Regions from separate parts of the Mus musculus genome. Here all the other regions are linked to region 1. The links are chromatin contacts, called in public Hi-C and targeted proximity ligation maps. All regions are on one chromosome and are shown on one strand. The core of a region is the stretch at or near the end of the contact, and the rest is flanking DNA. Distances in the headings are between cores, read along the strand shown.

What was found. A called contact is a pair of places that touch in the nucleus more often than the background predicts.
Region 2: a contact with region 1 is called in a targeted proximity ligation map of large pre-B cells, with 4 times the contacts expected there. A contact is called at or near these places in 1 of 39 promoter capture datasets (the 3T3-L1 cell line), 8 of 484 Hi-C or Micro-C datasets (the G1E-ER4 cell line, the HPC-7 cell line, the MC3T3-E1 cell line and 2 more) and 10 of 130 datasets of targeted methods (CD8 T cells, DN3 thymocytes, the NIH/3T3 cell line and 6 more).
Region 3: a contact with region 1 is called in a Hi-C map of liver, with 3 times the contacts expected there. A contact is called at or near these places in 1 of 39 promoter capture datasets (the 3T3-L1 cell line), 25 of 484 Hi-C or Micro-C datasets (the AML12 cell line, B cells, CD4 T cells and 19 more) and 9 of 130 datasets of targeted methods (the 230-238 cell line, the NIH/3T3 cell line, double positive thymocytes and 5 more).
Region 4: a contact with region 1 is called in a targeted proximity ligation map of CD8 T cells, with 7 read pairs. A contact is called at or near these places in 3 of 39 promoter capture datasets (the 3T3-L1 cell line and liver), 13 of 484 Hi-C or Micro-C datasets (the 3T3-L1 cell line, 3T3-L1-derived adipocytes, CD4 T cells and 7 more) and 10 of 130 datasets of targeted methods (CD8 T cells, DN3 thymocytes, the NIH/3T3 cell line and 6 more).

Annotation. Positions count from the first base shown.
Region 1 is chr19:33,221,078-33,224,524 of GRCm38.p6, forward strand. It overlaps the pseudogene Rnls. Among named protein-coding and RNA genes, the nearest start is that of Mir3970, 66 kb to the left of the region's middle.
Region 2 is chr19:33,009,507-33,012,988 of GRCm38.p6, forward strand. No RefSeq gene overlaps it. Among named protein-coding and RNA genes, the nearest start is that of Gm36860, 31 kb to the left of the region's middle.
Region 3 is chr19:32,973,835-32,977,377 of GRCm38.p6, forward strand. It overlaps Gm36914 (a long non-coding RNA gene), which reads left to right. Exons shown (of 4, transcript XR_877816.2): 3 at 1,511-1,614; 4 at 1,720-1,789. Gm36860 (a long non-coding RNA gene) reads right to left here. Exons shown (of 3, transcript XR_877814.3): 2 at 1-1,554. Among named protein-coding and RNA genes, the nearest start is that of Gm36860, 4.7 kb to the right of the region's middle.
Region 4 is chr19:33,079,933-33,083,068 of GRCm38.p6, forward strand. No RefSeq gene overlaps it. Among named protein-coding and RNA genes, the nearest start is that of Gm29863, 4.3 kb to the right of the region's middle.

The DNA.
Region 1 (3,447 bases), core at 719-3,218:
CCATTTATAATTATCTAGTAGAGACATGGAAGTTCAGAGTCTTTCCCAAAGTTGTACACTGATAAGTCAATCAACTTCCACTTAAATATGGACTTCTTAGCTGCCAAGTATAAGATGTGTGGCTTTCAATAAATGGCTTTACACCTAGGAGCCGTGGCTTTTTAACCTGTCAGTTGGAAATTTCCAATCAGTTACAGATGTTCCTACAGCCTCAGTACCACTTAAGAGACCACATGGACACATCGTATACATCACAACACATAGCATGCAGAGAGCACTTAGAGCTACTCTAGGGAAGAGCAATCAGAAGTACGTTGGAGGTGCACTTACACACAAAACAAACATAGTAGTTTAGTCCAAGCTGAGGGAAAACAGTCCCAATCCAGCTGGCAAGTTGTGTCGTTCACTTATGAGCCACGAGCCATTTGTTATAAAAGAGAACCTAACATGAATTAACCACTAAAGCCACATTTAAACAGGACTGATGCTGTGGACTAGGTAACTGAGTCAACAGCTTAGCATCATTCTCCCTTGGCTTTGGTACTTGCTAACTGTATGACCTTGGTCGAGTCATGTACTCTTTCTGAGCCCAGCAACCTTATCCATAACATGTGGGCTCTAAGTAGCATATCACACAGAATGTTACGATGATGAAAAAGACCACTCAGCCTAAGCTGATGCACACCTTTAATCCCAGTACTTGGGAGGCAGAGGCAAACACATCTCTGTGAGTTCGAGGTCAAGCTGACAAGTTCCAGGACAGCCAAGGTTACACAGAGACGATACCCCTCCAAAAAGACCATTCATTGGGCAGGAGAGACGGCTCAGTAGGTAAGGTCAATGGCTGTTTCAGCGGACCTACCTTCTATTCCCAGGCCTGACCAGACCTCTTACAACCACCCAACTCCTGTTCCAGGGGGTCTGATGCCCTCCTCGGGCCCCGGCAGGCACCAGACACATACATGCTGCACAGGCACACATGCAGGCAAGTCATACACATAAAATGAAATATTAAAAAAATTACATGCATTAAAAGTCCATAACACAAAGGTGAGACGGAGCTCAGCTGCTACTTCATCTCCTCACCTCTGGCTCTGTATAATGAGCGGAGGTTTAAGAGGCAGGGTGAAACAAGACCAAACAAAGCCAGAACAAGCCAAAGCTAAATACCTGAAGCAAAAAGTACAGTTGAGCATGTTGTTTGGGCACTCGAAGGTGAGAAGTTAAGGACGAAGGATGGAAGGATTTGACTAGAGCTATCAGAGAGAACACACAACACCCAGATCTGAATTTCAGATGAACAATGGATTTCTTCAGTATCCCAAATATTGCACCAGACATTCTTTTACTAAATAAATTATTCATTGTTTATCTGAAATTCTAGTATAAATGGGTGTCAGTGTTTTCATTTACCAAACCATGCAACCTCGACAGCCTGATTTTTGTAAGAAATCTCTTAACCCTGTAAGGACACTCGGAGTTCAGAAGAGCCTGACGTGGGCAACTGCAGAGCCATCCTGGGAAAGGTCGCACCCTCTGCCACCCTTTGTTTTGTGAAGCAAGGGCCTCATGGGGAAAACCTCAAGTGAGCAATTTTCCCTTCCCTGCACCCTCCACATGAGCCTGCTGCAGAGAATGCTGGGGAGCCTGCTGCAGCCTCCTTACCCGCTTGGGTCTCTGTGACCCAGGTTTTCCTTGGGTGAGGCCCTGTGGTCACGCTATAGTGACTGTTTGAACCCCCACCACACCCTGCTTGGTTGCCAGTGGGTGGGGGCAGAAGAGGTAGAAACAGGGAAAGAATGCTTAGCCGTTTTGATCAGCTGGGTTGTGCTTTGTCAGATGGTCTCACAAAACTTTAATTCCTGCTTTGATGCCTAGTGGCCGCACAGTGTCCTCGCCAGGCTTGTCTTAATAGGCTGCTTGCATGAAGTCAGACGGATCGCCTTTGTTGCACTTTCGTACACCTCATGACAGCGGCTCTTTTACGTTAAGGAGGAAACTCTGTGGTTAAACTGTAGCCTAGGTATTTTTAGAGCCGTTACCATGTTAACCAAATTTCATACATTTCACCTGCAGGATATGCAGTAACACCAAGGCCTTCCCTAAAAGCTAACCAAAAAAAAAAAATGTATTTAAGCAATTAATGCAATTAATACTGTCTTTAGGACTAAGACCATGTTATCTGAGAACAGAGTCGCTGGTGCTGACACCTTTTCTCTTCTATTTTTTTTCTTTTTGAATGGATGGATGGTAATGTCTTTAAGGGAGTACCTTTTTCTTTGATACAAGTGACTTGAAGGGCCAGAACCAAAAGCTTAAAGCTGGTTAGTTCTAAAGGTCAGAGCCTGAAGGCAGCGACTCCTTTGTGAATCATTAAGCTTTCCTAAGCTGCTTCTGACAGACTTCTGGCTTTGCGCCACCTGTCTTGGGTCATTTTACACTGCGAATCCTTATGCTGTTCCAGTTTTTAAGTCAGTAGCAAAGGTTATGAGAAAGACAGAACTTGTGTTGCTGTTGTTTTCCTTCTCAATCCGGCATCGCCCCTAAGCTTTCAGAGCACAGAGCCAGTTTGTGTTTAGGGCATCTTCACACGCCCTACTAGAGAGCATTTAAAGAAGACCCATGGGTCCACAGATGAGCCAGATGTGATGGAAGGGATACCCATTAGCAATAAAGTGAGAGTCCCCATCACTACTGACCAGTGATTTTCACCACTAATCCCAGCACTGAAAGTTCAAGATAGAACTAATATCTGAGGTGCTATCAGATATTATCTTCCATCATCAGTTAAACTGGATGAGTTTTGACATACTTAGAATTCGCTGTGTTAGCCCAATGAGGTTCAAGTGACAGGACACGTCACTGCCAAGTTCTATGCCAGTTTATCTTCTAGTCATCTGAATAAAAGTCACTCTGCACCAAAAAAATTCTCTTAAACACAACGAAATTCTGTTTTATGGAGCCAAGGGACATTAAGCTGCTAAAACACATGCTTTCAAAATCGAATGTGGAATAGCTGTCCTGTTTCTCAAGGGAAAAAATACACAGTTAAACCTTGCTTATTCATAATAACCCAAACTTCCGGAAGGCTTAAGCATTTGGAATTGCTCCAAACCCAAAAGAGGGGAGGAGGGAAAGGGAAGGGTTTGGAGAGCAAGGGGATGGGGGGGGGGGGGGGGATGGAGGGAGAGAAGGACAGAATGAACCAGCAGCAAGCAAGCCAGTTTTTAGAAGTAGACCTGAAACCCTAGCAACACTGAAAGAAGACCTGGAGCTTGCATCTGATTGGCTTACCAGCCAGCCGGAATGCTGAGCTCTGATTGGCTAGTGATGATGTCTCCAAATAATCAGCCTTTTGCAGGGAAGCAAATTTATCTGGCAGAAAGGACAGGAGGTAGAAGAAGCAGGCAAGAAGCAAAGGGAAGCGAACAGGGCAAAATGAATGAC
Region 2 (3,482 bases), core at 440-2,939, 210 kb before region 1:
GGACTGAACCTCTGAACCTGTAAGCCAGCCCCAATTAAATGTTGTTTTTATAAGACTTGCATTGGTCATGGTGTCTGTTCACAGCAGTAAAACCCTGACTAAGACACTGCCCAAGGCTAAGCTTGACATGTCTGGCTTCTACTCTTTCTGAGTAAGATGCCTCCTGGGACACTTTTGGTTTTCAACATGCTTCTTTCACACCTTGACACAGACATGGCCACCTCCACCACCTTATCAGTTCTGCACACACCTGGCTCATTTTAAACCTTAGCAATGAACACAGCATACATTGTCTTGCAGCTACTGCTGAAACATCTCAGCAATTCCTGAGTCCCCAGCAGTCAATGTCACATGCCAACATGATGTCCTGGCTATGAAGAACTGTCTAATATTTTATTTACATTATATATGTATGTATATCTCTACACAGGCTATTCTTTTGAGTTATAATTTCTTAAGATAAGTGTCTATGTCTAAAGGACACGCACATTCTTGGGGGTTTTGACACACATGGTCACATTGGAATGATACTCACAAGTAGACTGGGCTGCCATTAATACAGCATATAGAATTGAGGTCCTGTTTGTTTTTGAGCTGCAGCGTTCTGGTGCACAGGAGTCACCATGGGCTTGGAGACTAGGAATTCAGCTCCTCTTTTCCTCTTCTTAGGAGTCATGTACTCTTAGGGAAGTTAACACTCTTGCTTCATCTTGCTCATCTGTGAAACCATAGTGCAGGCTTTCCCTGCCCACCTCACAGAATGGTGGCAGAGGATCAACCGTGATAAGAGAGCACTTTGAATGTGCCAAGAACTTGGTCAGCATCCTAGGGCACTGTGCATTAGTGGCTCATGCTCCCTTATGAGTTCTTCATTCCCCATCAACACATTCAGCCAGGGATAAGCACAGATGCACAATGCCCCACATTGTGTCTCAGGCAGACTCTGAGATGGGCTAGGGCAAGACTTGTGGATAACAGAACTGGAGCAGGGCTAGGGGCTGCTAGCATGCCATCCTGGTGGAGTAATTAAATACTAATGCATGTCTGGCATTGACAGGCACTCTTACCATTTGTGGATCTTCTCCCTGCTGTCTCATGAAAAGAAGGTGCATTTGGGTAGAGACTGACTGAAGACTATTTCCATTCTGTCAGGGAGCAAACTTTCTCAAAGAGCAGTCAGGAGGTGGGCCAAGGAAAGCTAAGAACATGATAGACAACGTGGATTGCTTTTGATGTTGAGTTTTTGGTGCCCACATTTGTCTCACTTAAGCTCACTGTGAGAGAGGGAAGGGGGAAGTAATGGAAGGAGAGAAGAAGGGAGGGAGGGAAAGAAAGAGAAAGAATAGAATGGAAAGCGCTGTAGGCACTACAGAGAGCCCATTATCTCAAAAATAATTATTCCCTTTTAGAAAGTCCCTGCAGCGAGGCTGGGGACAGAGAACAGATGTGGCTCTTAGTCAAGAATACTTAGAACCCAAACCAGAAATTCAGCTACGGGAATAGCTGTCAGCCAGGACGAAAGGCCATGTTGACATGGTTGGTACTGAGCAATAGTGTCTAGCCCCTCGAAATGCAAATGCTGTTGTTTGCAGTACAAAAGCTCCGGTTTTCCCTTCAACAGAGCGTGTACTATTAAAATAGCATGTCCCGTGTGGAATTGCCACACATTCTTTCCATTTTTCCCCCTAGTGTGAGTCAGAGTGCTGATTCTCGACAAGGCCAAAAAGAAAGCCATCTAATTTACATGGGCACAGAGGACCCACATCTGGATGAAGTTAGCCCGAATGGGAATTACTTGCAACATTTAAATATAGGCGTGCAGAACTTCCTTGTTTTGACCATATGAGGCGTTCACATACAATTCCATGAAAGCAAAACCTGAAAGTCTACTTCTTATTAAAAGGAGCCCATGCTCATTCTGTCATTACAGAACTGACCCAAACCTACAGACTGGCTGTGAACGGTAAGAGGCCATCGGACTTTCATCAGCCCCCGCAACGGCTGGAGTGAGATAGCAACCGTCAAAGGAACATTACATTCCCCCATGTTTGTGCCAAGATGCTAGTGGGATCTGAGATCTGTCCCATCTGGAAATCCCAAGGATGGTAGTGAGCTGCAGATGCTGGGCAACCCGGATGGAGACCGTTGAGACTGTCAAGTACACACCAGATAGATCCTGTAGGCTTTAATGAATAGCATTAGCAGACATGTCCAGTTTAAGTCAATGCAGGGAGAGAAAATATGGACAGTGGAGAACAGCCATTGGGAAGGATAATATGAACAGTTGATGAATAGGGACGAGGAGACATTCTTACTATAGACTTTAGTGTGGAAAGTGGTAGACAAATAAGAAAGATTATCTTGTTAGAGGCTAAAGAATCTGAAAAAATTACTTTGTGACAGCATTTAACTCCTGTGAATTCTCTACCTTTGCCATGCTCAGTTTCTGCCAAGCGACATTTACTAGGATTTTAGGCATTTGGCCTCAACTTCGGTATCCTTCTCTGGGCTTCTGGACCGTGTTCTGAAGAAACACGATAATACCATCTTTGCCATTGGCTCCATCCGAATTCCTTTCAGGGTGGGTATCTGTCTTTAGTTAGGAAAGGTACTTGCTAAGCTGCTAATCATGGGACTGAGCCTCCTCAAGCATGGGCTAACAGGCAGATGAGGGCAAACCCACCTCACATTGAATTTAGGTTAAAAAGGGAAGATGTGTGAGGGAGAAGAAAACAAGCGTGGAAGGAAAGCTTATGATGGATCTGGCAAAGGCCTCAGCACGTGAGAGGTTGGATAGGAAAAGGCTCCCAATACCACATGCCCACTCTTCAGCCTGAAGCTTCTTTGGAATCTTGCCTCTCCACGGCCACGGCTCCGGTTAAAGTCCTTCTAGAGAGATGTGAATGTCCTTGAGTTTGCTGGCTCCTAGGAGCTGATGGAGTTTCACGTTGGAGTTGAGGAATTAGTGACTTGGGAGATCATGCATTAGCTAAAGGAAGAGGAATTTTTACAGAAGAGCAATTGCCAATCATTAATTTTTTTCTCTACCCATGAAAGAAGTGTTCAGTTCAACTCTTTATGGGAAGGTTGCTGTTCAGGTACATGTGAACATGTAAGTTTAGATAACTCAAGAAATTGTAAAACACGACACCTATTATTTTCAGCTTACACCTTAAAGGAAAAGAACATGCATTTTCCTGCCAGTCTGCCCATTTTCCCTGGGAATAAATAATGCAAGAAATGATGTAGTTACCTTGGACTTAAACATGATCGTCTATGGTGAGGAAGCTAGACCCTCCTTAGCAGGCCTGGATTGCCAACATTGCGACTGCTAAAAGAGAGAAAAACAAAATCTAAGACACTACAAGTTTCAAAACCACATTTTTTTTTTTTTGGTAACCTCAAGAAGACAAACATACATAAGCAATTACTGAGACAGCACAGAAATGTCACTGCCCACGAGACACACCCTCGTCTCTCGG
Region 3 (3,543 bases), core at 72-2,571, 250 kb before region 1:
TGGTGAATGAGAAATAAAATACTGATAGAAATAAGAGGTACAGTTTTTATGTCTTAGTTTATTATTTTAAAAACCATGAATGGCAGAGGATGTTGTGAAAGCATTTGGGAAGCAAGCCTAGGGAATAAGTTGGGGAGCAGAAGGTGAGACTGGGAAGCCAGTTCCCACTGTGGTCTCACTGGATACTCCTGAAAGGAGTAGAACACACCTCGGGCTTATCGAAGAGCTAGGAAGCTGGCTTGTTACTGTCTCTCATGTCTACTTCTGAGGGATAAACTTGCACCTTGCTTTGTGCTCAGACTCACTGCACTTTGATGCCAGAGAGGCTCAGGGCTCCTGGAAGTGGCTATCTGTGGATTTGGATGAGTGCTGAAGCAGTGGGGGAGAGGGGAAATGTGGGGAGAAGAGTTTGCAGTACCAATTACGAATCCTCAAGTGTTCTTGCATTTGCTCATAAGAACCGGACTCCGGATTTACAATAAAATGTGCGCAACACAAACCTACAGATTGAGTTAGGTAACTGGTTCTCAGCTGGGTGTAATTTAGTCTCTTCCCTTGGAGAATAGTTTGTCAGTGTCTGAAATTGGTTTTAGCTGTCATAAGTGGGAGGGTGAGAGTTCTGGTGTCTAGTGGGCAGGGACCCAATTACCCCTAAACTAATAACTAGACTAAAATTTCAACAGCGCTGAGGGTTTGATTCTCTAGGTTAGGGTTATTAAAAATTTCAGATAACACAAAGGTTCAGAGAACCTTTCTTTGGCTTATAAAGCCAGTACAAGGCCAAGATTGAACTAGACTTCTATTTCCAAAGCTTGTGTCTTCTAGAGATCAAGATACCGAAAAATAGAACAACTCACAACAAACAAACATCCCCAGATCTATACTGGCCATACCTCCTGGCCCAGAACTTCAAAGGCTTCTGAAACTGGGTGAAGCTGGCTGGAGCTGGCTGGGGCTGGCTGGGGCTGGCTGGGGCTGGCTGGGGCTGGCTGGGGCTGGCTGGGGCTTGGGGGAGGTGGAGAATGAGAACCTTTCCCATCCTCTTCTGGCCTTGCTCTCTCCTGGGCAAGTTGGGGCAGGTTCCCTGGGCACAAATCCCAGATTTGCATACCAGGCCTGGCTAGGTGCCCTTAGCTGGAAGCTCCAACTCCTTTGCAATGTACACGGTTGTCCTTCTTCAGCCAAGGTTGGCTGGTGGTTCTTTGTGGAATGGCAGCGCCCCACATTCCCCCAGGCTTGGGATGGTCTCTGGCAAGCTAGTGGAGTGAAGAGTTACAGGTGGTGCAGACATGGTTTGGAAGGAATCCCAGCTGGGGCAGCACCAAGAACCTTCTGATCGCTAACCAGATAACTGCGGTGGCTTGCAGACTCCCAGGAACCTCCCCTACTCTAGGAAACTAGCTTCAAGGGCAACACGGGCTTCTGAGAAGCCAGAAGAAGCTCAAAAGTGGAAACTCCTCTGTCAGCTTTGCCTTCTCAGCTTATAATTTTTTTTTCTTTTTCCCGAAAGCACCGAGTTCTCCGTTGCCATGTCCCTTAAGATGGGGAGTCAGCCTAGGAATGAACAGAGAAGTGGAACTCAGGATACAAAGACAGTCACAACCGGAAGACAAGGTGCAAATACTGATGGGGCTCTGAGCTTAGCTGTTTGTTTTGGGGGGGTTGATGGACACTTTGGGTTAGGTTTTTTTTTTTTTTTTTTTTTTTTTTTTTGCACAGGCAAAACCTAGGCTCCTTTGAATGCCCTCGGCTCTGCAGTGTCCTGGTCTTCTGGTTTCCAGACTCACATCTTGCCTCAGGGGGATTGACAGCTATCCCACATGCTGTTTCTGATCTGTTTAATCAAACTTTCATTTGATGTTGGTTGGAATTTCACATGTGGACCAAATACAAAGAAATTAAGTGATTCCAGCAGCTTGAATCTAAGGGAAGCATTAATCTTTGATATCAAATAATCTGTTTCCAGGGGCACTGGGTAAAAGCTGGTTCATTTGTTCATTCATTACTTCATTCCCCCCTCACCCCCATGTGGCAAGCAATTACTAAGGACTACCCTGCTCAAAGCTTTTCATAGGTATTGTGAGGGTCATTAAGGGAAGTGCAAAGAAGCTTAAGATCTAATGAGGGAAAGAGATGATCTAGCCCACCTTGCAGGACAGAAGTTGGCATACTGCAGAAACTCACTTCTGGGCTATGAAATGATTCTGGCATAGAGAAGAGGGAACAATATGTGGTATAATCTAAGAAAGTGTACCACGGTAGAGGAAGAGAAAAATGGTATTTTATTGAGGAGCAGGTATGGAAAAACATACCGACCAAGTAGGCTCGGTTCTTAAAAAAATTTTTAAAATTATCATCTTGTCCTATTTTTATACTGTCCTGTTCTTAGAATAGTTAACTTTTTGTATTAAATAATATCAAGACATAGCTTGTGGAGCATTGCATTCCTGTAAACAGTGACTATTCCATATGTACAGACATCAATGGTGGGATTTCTTACAACTAGAGTGACTTGATATTTTTTGATATTTTTTCTTGACTAATAATTATGTAAATTTGGGGCCTTGATCTGTGTATTGTTGCCCAATTTTGTCCTCTCTACATCTTTCCCTCTTTTAATTCCTTCCTCTTCTTTCTGAACTGAGGCCTGAGCCTGGGGTTCCAAGCTTCTTAGGGAAGCACTTTTCCATCATGCTGCATGCCCAGCGAATAGTTCATTCTTTTCAATAGCTTATATTTACTCTTTTGAAGAATCGTTCTGCTGTGATACATTGAAAGTGAAATAAGGAGACGCTTTTCTACGCGCAGGTGCCCTGAGAACATTTTTGTGAAACATTGCTGACCTCAGTCTTTCCATTATAACATAAGCTACCATAGAATGAAACTGTGTGTGTGCTCACATCTCAGTCTTACGCCCATGAATTAGTGACTTTCATTGTTTGTTGTAGTACATTGAAACAATGAAAAAAAAATCTTAGATCAACTACCATTGAATATCTTTCAATTTTTCAAAACTCACTGGTAGTTCTCAACTTGAATTAGTACTTGGTTTTTTATAATCACGAACAAGAAATGTAGTCCTTGTTCTGTTTGTCCTAGAGATTCTTTGTGCAGGCTGTGGGCTTAGGCTCACTATTCTGTTATTTTGTGGATGTGTCAAAACCACACATCCCTATTCTTTCTCTCCTATCACCCCCATTTTGTATATAAGGACTTTTATAGTGCTAATTTTAAAAAATAAACAAACGGTCTTACACTTATTGCCCCTTCCATAAGCTTATTGTCTCTTGCACTGTTTATCATTCACTGTTTCTTTGACCATGTAGTTTAGTGTCTGCCTTGATGTTGCACTAGGTACCAGGGATGCAAAGATAGGATGCAAACTTTCCACTTTCTAGGAGTTAAGAATCCAATAGGAGAGATAGAGACATGAATATAAAAACATAAGGACTAGGTTGGATATTTGTGAAGGAATCAGAGAGGCTCAGGATTTGAAGCCATCAGTTTTGTGTCAGAGGACAGAGAATATTCAAGATCTTTTTA
Region 4 (3,136 bases), core at 484-2,983, 140 kb before region 1:
GTCTTAGACTGGCATCAAGAGGATAGAAGGAACAATTATTTGGGAGGCACTGTAGTGACTGTAGCGAGACAAATAACTAAATTTATTCCTTGGATTCTGTAACAGCCTATCTAATAAAAATATGCCCCAGTGGAGATGGACCCCGAACTCTCAGCTAAAGTTGGCCACTGGGGAATACAAGCTCTTTCTCTGCAACAGATGTGTGGCTTAAAGTTCACCAGGAGTGCACTGCAGAGAGAGCACAGCACATCTTGTTCTGTCAGGGGATCAGCACTGGCCTGTAAATAGAATAACTAATTTAGTTACAGGACATAGGCAAACTGTGGGAGGAAGAGAAGGGCTAGGACTGAGGACAGGACTCAGCTTAACCATTTCTGGGTAAGGGTCTACTTTTTAAATAACAAGAGAAGTTAAATGCACTTTGGATCTGTCTTTTGCCAGTCATCCCAGCTGGCTAGCTGCCAGCAAGCCAACCTACAAAGGTGGTCACTGCAAATGTATTTAATTTCAGGCATGGATGCTCAACATACCTTGAAATTGCCCCACATGAAGAACTCCCAGTCCTACCCTTCCCTTCTCTTAGGAAGGAAGTACCTGCACTGTAACCATACACTTCCACCACCTACCTCTCTGACTTAAACTCTTGAGCATTCTTTCTGGATTTTTATTTCTCCCTTAGAAGAAGAAAAGCAGAGACTTTTGTCATGTAGTCTACTTTCTATGGGACATTGCTTTATCAGGGTTAGGGCGACAAGTCAGTTGGTAAAGTTCTTGGTGTGCAAGCATGAGGTCCTGAGTTCAAACCCCAGCACCCATAAAAAAAGCTAGGTGTGGTGGTGAGCACTTGAGAGGCCAGTGCTGGGGAGGCAGAGGCGGACTAATCCCCAGGGCTTGGTGAGCAGCTGCTCTAGTCTAATGGAGCCTCAGATCTATTGAGGGACATTGTCTCAAGAACCAGGTGGATGGCTCTTGAGGAATGACACTTGAGATTGACCTCTGGCCACCACATGCATGCATGTACACACACACACACACACACACACACACACACACACACACACACACAATTGTTTTATTATCTTAGAGACTTTCTTCCACACTGGGTCTTTCCATTTTGTAAAATTAAGTATAGAATGGAAAAATATTTTTTTCTTAACCCTGCTACTCTCTTTTGCTATGTCCCTAGCTTTGATGTTTGCTAGCAAGGGTAGAACTAAGTTATGCTGTAATAACAAATGATTTTTACATCTCATGATATGTTCAATGGACAATATTTATCTGTTCTGTGCATATGTTTCAATCTTTTGCTTTTCTCATCTAAGTGGAGGATCTCCTCCTGAACCATTGTGGGGGTTAGGGCGGAGGAGGAGGAAGAAGAAGAAGAGGAGGAAGAAGAGAAGAAAGAAGTCAGGGAGAAAAGGGGGATGAACAATGGAGGAGAAGAAGGAGAGAGGAAGAAGAAACAGAGAGAAAGAAGAGATTAAAGATCAAAGTGCAGGCTTTTCACCACTTTGGTCCAGAAAACTTCAGACTTATAACTGAACAGCAGCATGGCCCCTCCTCAAATGTAAGGGCCTTGAGAAATGGCATCTGCCTCTTAACTGGAGGACGAATGATCGGCATTAGTGATAGAGCCTTACTTAATTCAACTACACTCCTTTGAGCCACTCTCCATGTCACTTACCTTCCTGTCAGCTTGCCTATTTTTAGAACAGAGCTCTTGTTACCACCTGAAAGTGCCTTTGGTTTCATTTTTGTCTTGTATCACGGTGTCCTGGTGGTTGGTTATCTAGCCCTGTTATCTCTGCTCCTTCAGTTTTGGTTCCTTTGTAAAACCTGACCCACATGCTATCATTGATCTCTCTGAATTGCCTTCTTGGTCTGTGCTGTGTTGGATAGGTGTCACCTCAAGGCTCACCCATGAATGGCTTGGTATCCAGCCTTTATGCTATAAGAAGATGGTGGAACTTCTGAGAGGTGCAGGTGGAAGGCTTCAGGCCTTTAAGGGATTTTCTTCCCTTTTTGTTTTTTCTCTCTCTGGCCATGGGTTTGATGGTTTTACTCCACCTTGATGTAGCAGGCATGGTGGCGGCCGACAGAGTCAACTGATCCCAGCCTGAAACCTCGTACACAATGAGCCAAAGTCAACTGCTCTACTCAGAAGAGCATCGGTTACGGGGAGAAGCTGACCAAGGCATTGGAAGCCTGCCTCCGTCCCTTTATGCTTCTTTCCCCAGCATCCCTCACTAACGTCTCTTGCTTTTCTTCCTGGCTAATAGAGCTAGCCAGGTGGCCCAGGCTATCCTCGCATCTCTCCGTGTGCTCTTTCCCTTAAGCTTCAGTGCGAGCATCCAGTGCCCCAATGCTCAGCTAACCCACCTGTCCATCACTTTCTCCAGATCTAGGATTAAACTTTCTTTTACTGAGTTTATGCTCGTGTTTTAAAAATGAATATGAATTCATCCTCTCTGAGAAACAGACCTTCTTTTGACCTAGCAATTTCCGTTAATGGAACTGCATGAGAACACTCTGGACAAAAGTGAAGAGTACTCCAGCTTAAGTGGACTAAAAACATAAATTCATTACGTCTAGTGTCAAGAAGCGTCCATCAGCTCTGTTCACAAATGTATCTCTCAGCCCTGAGTTAGCCTCTCTAGTTACAAGAACCCTGCTCATTCTTAGAGACAAGCTGACCTCCACTCAGCCATGGCTATTTGGCAGCACCATTTTGATACCCACTGGAGTCATTTCAAAGGTTTCTAATAAGAAATAAATGATATCCTAATATTATTAGTAAAGACTAAAAATCATCTATCCATAATGGTTGGGACTGGCCAAATGATTTGGACTTCATTTTTAAAAGTTGACAGAATTTGTACATATATACAAATATCTGAACTGTAAATTTTATATGTATGTAGAAGATATATATCTATATATATCTATGAGATATTTGGGGAATGAGATCTAATTATAAACAAAGAATTTATACAACTCTTGTCAGCTTTCTGTCTTTGTGATGAAATACTTGAGACAATCACACTGAGGGAGGAAAGATTTATTTTTGGCTCCTAGTTCCAAAGATTTTTTTTCTTGGTTCTATTGTTTCTGGGCCTGTGATAAAGAATAGCATCGT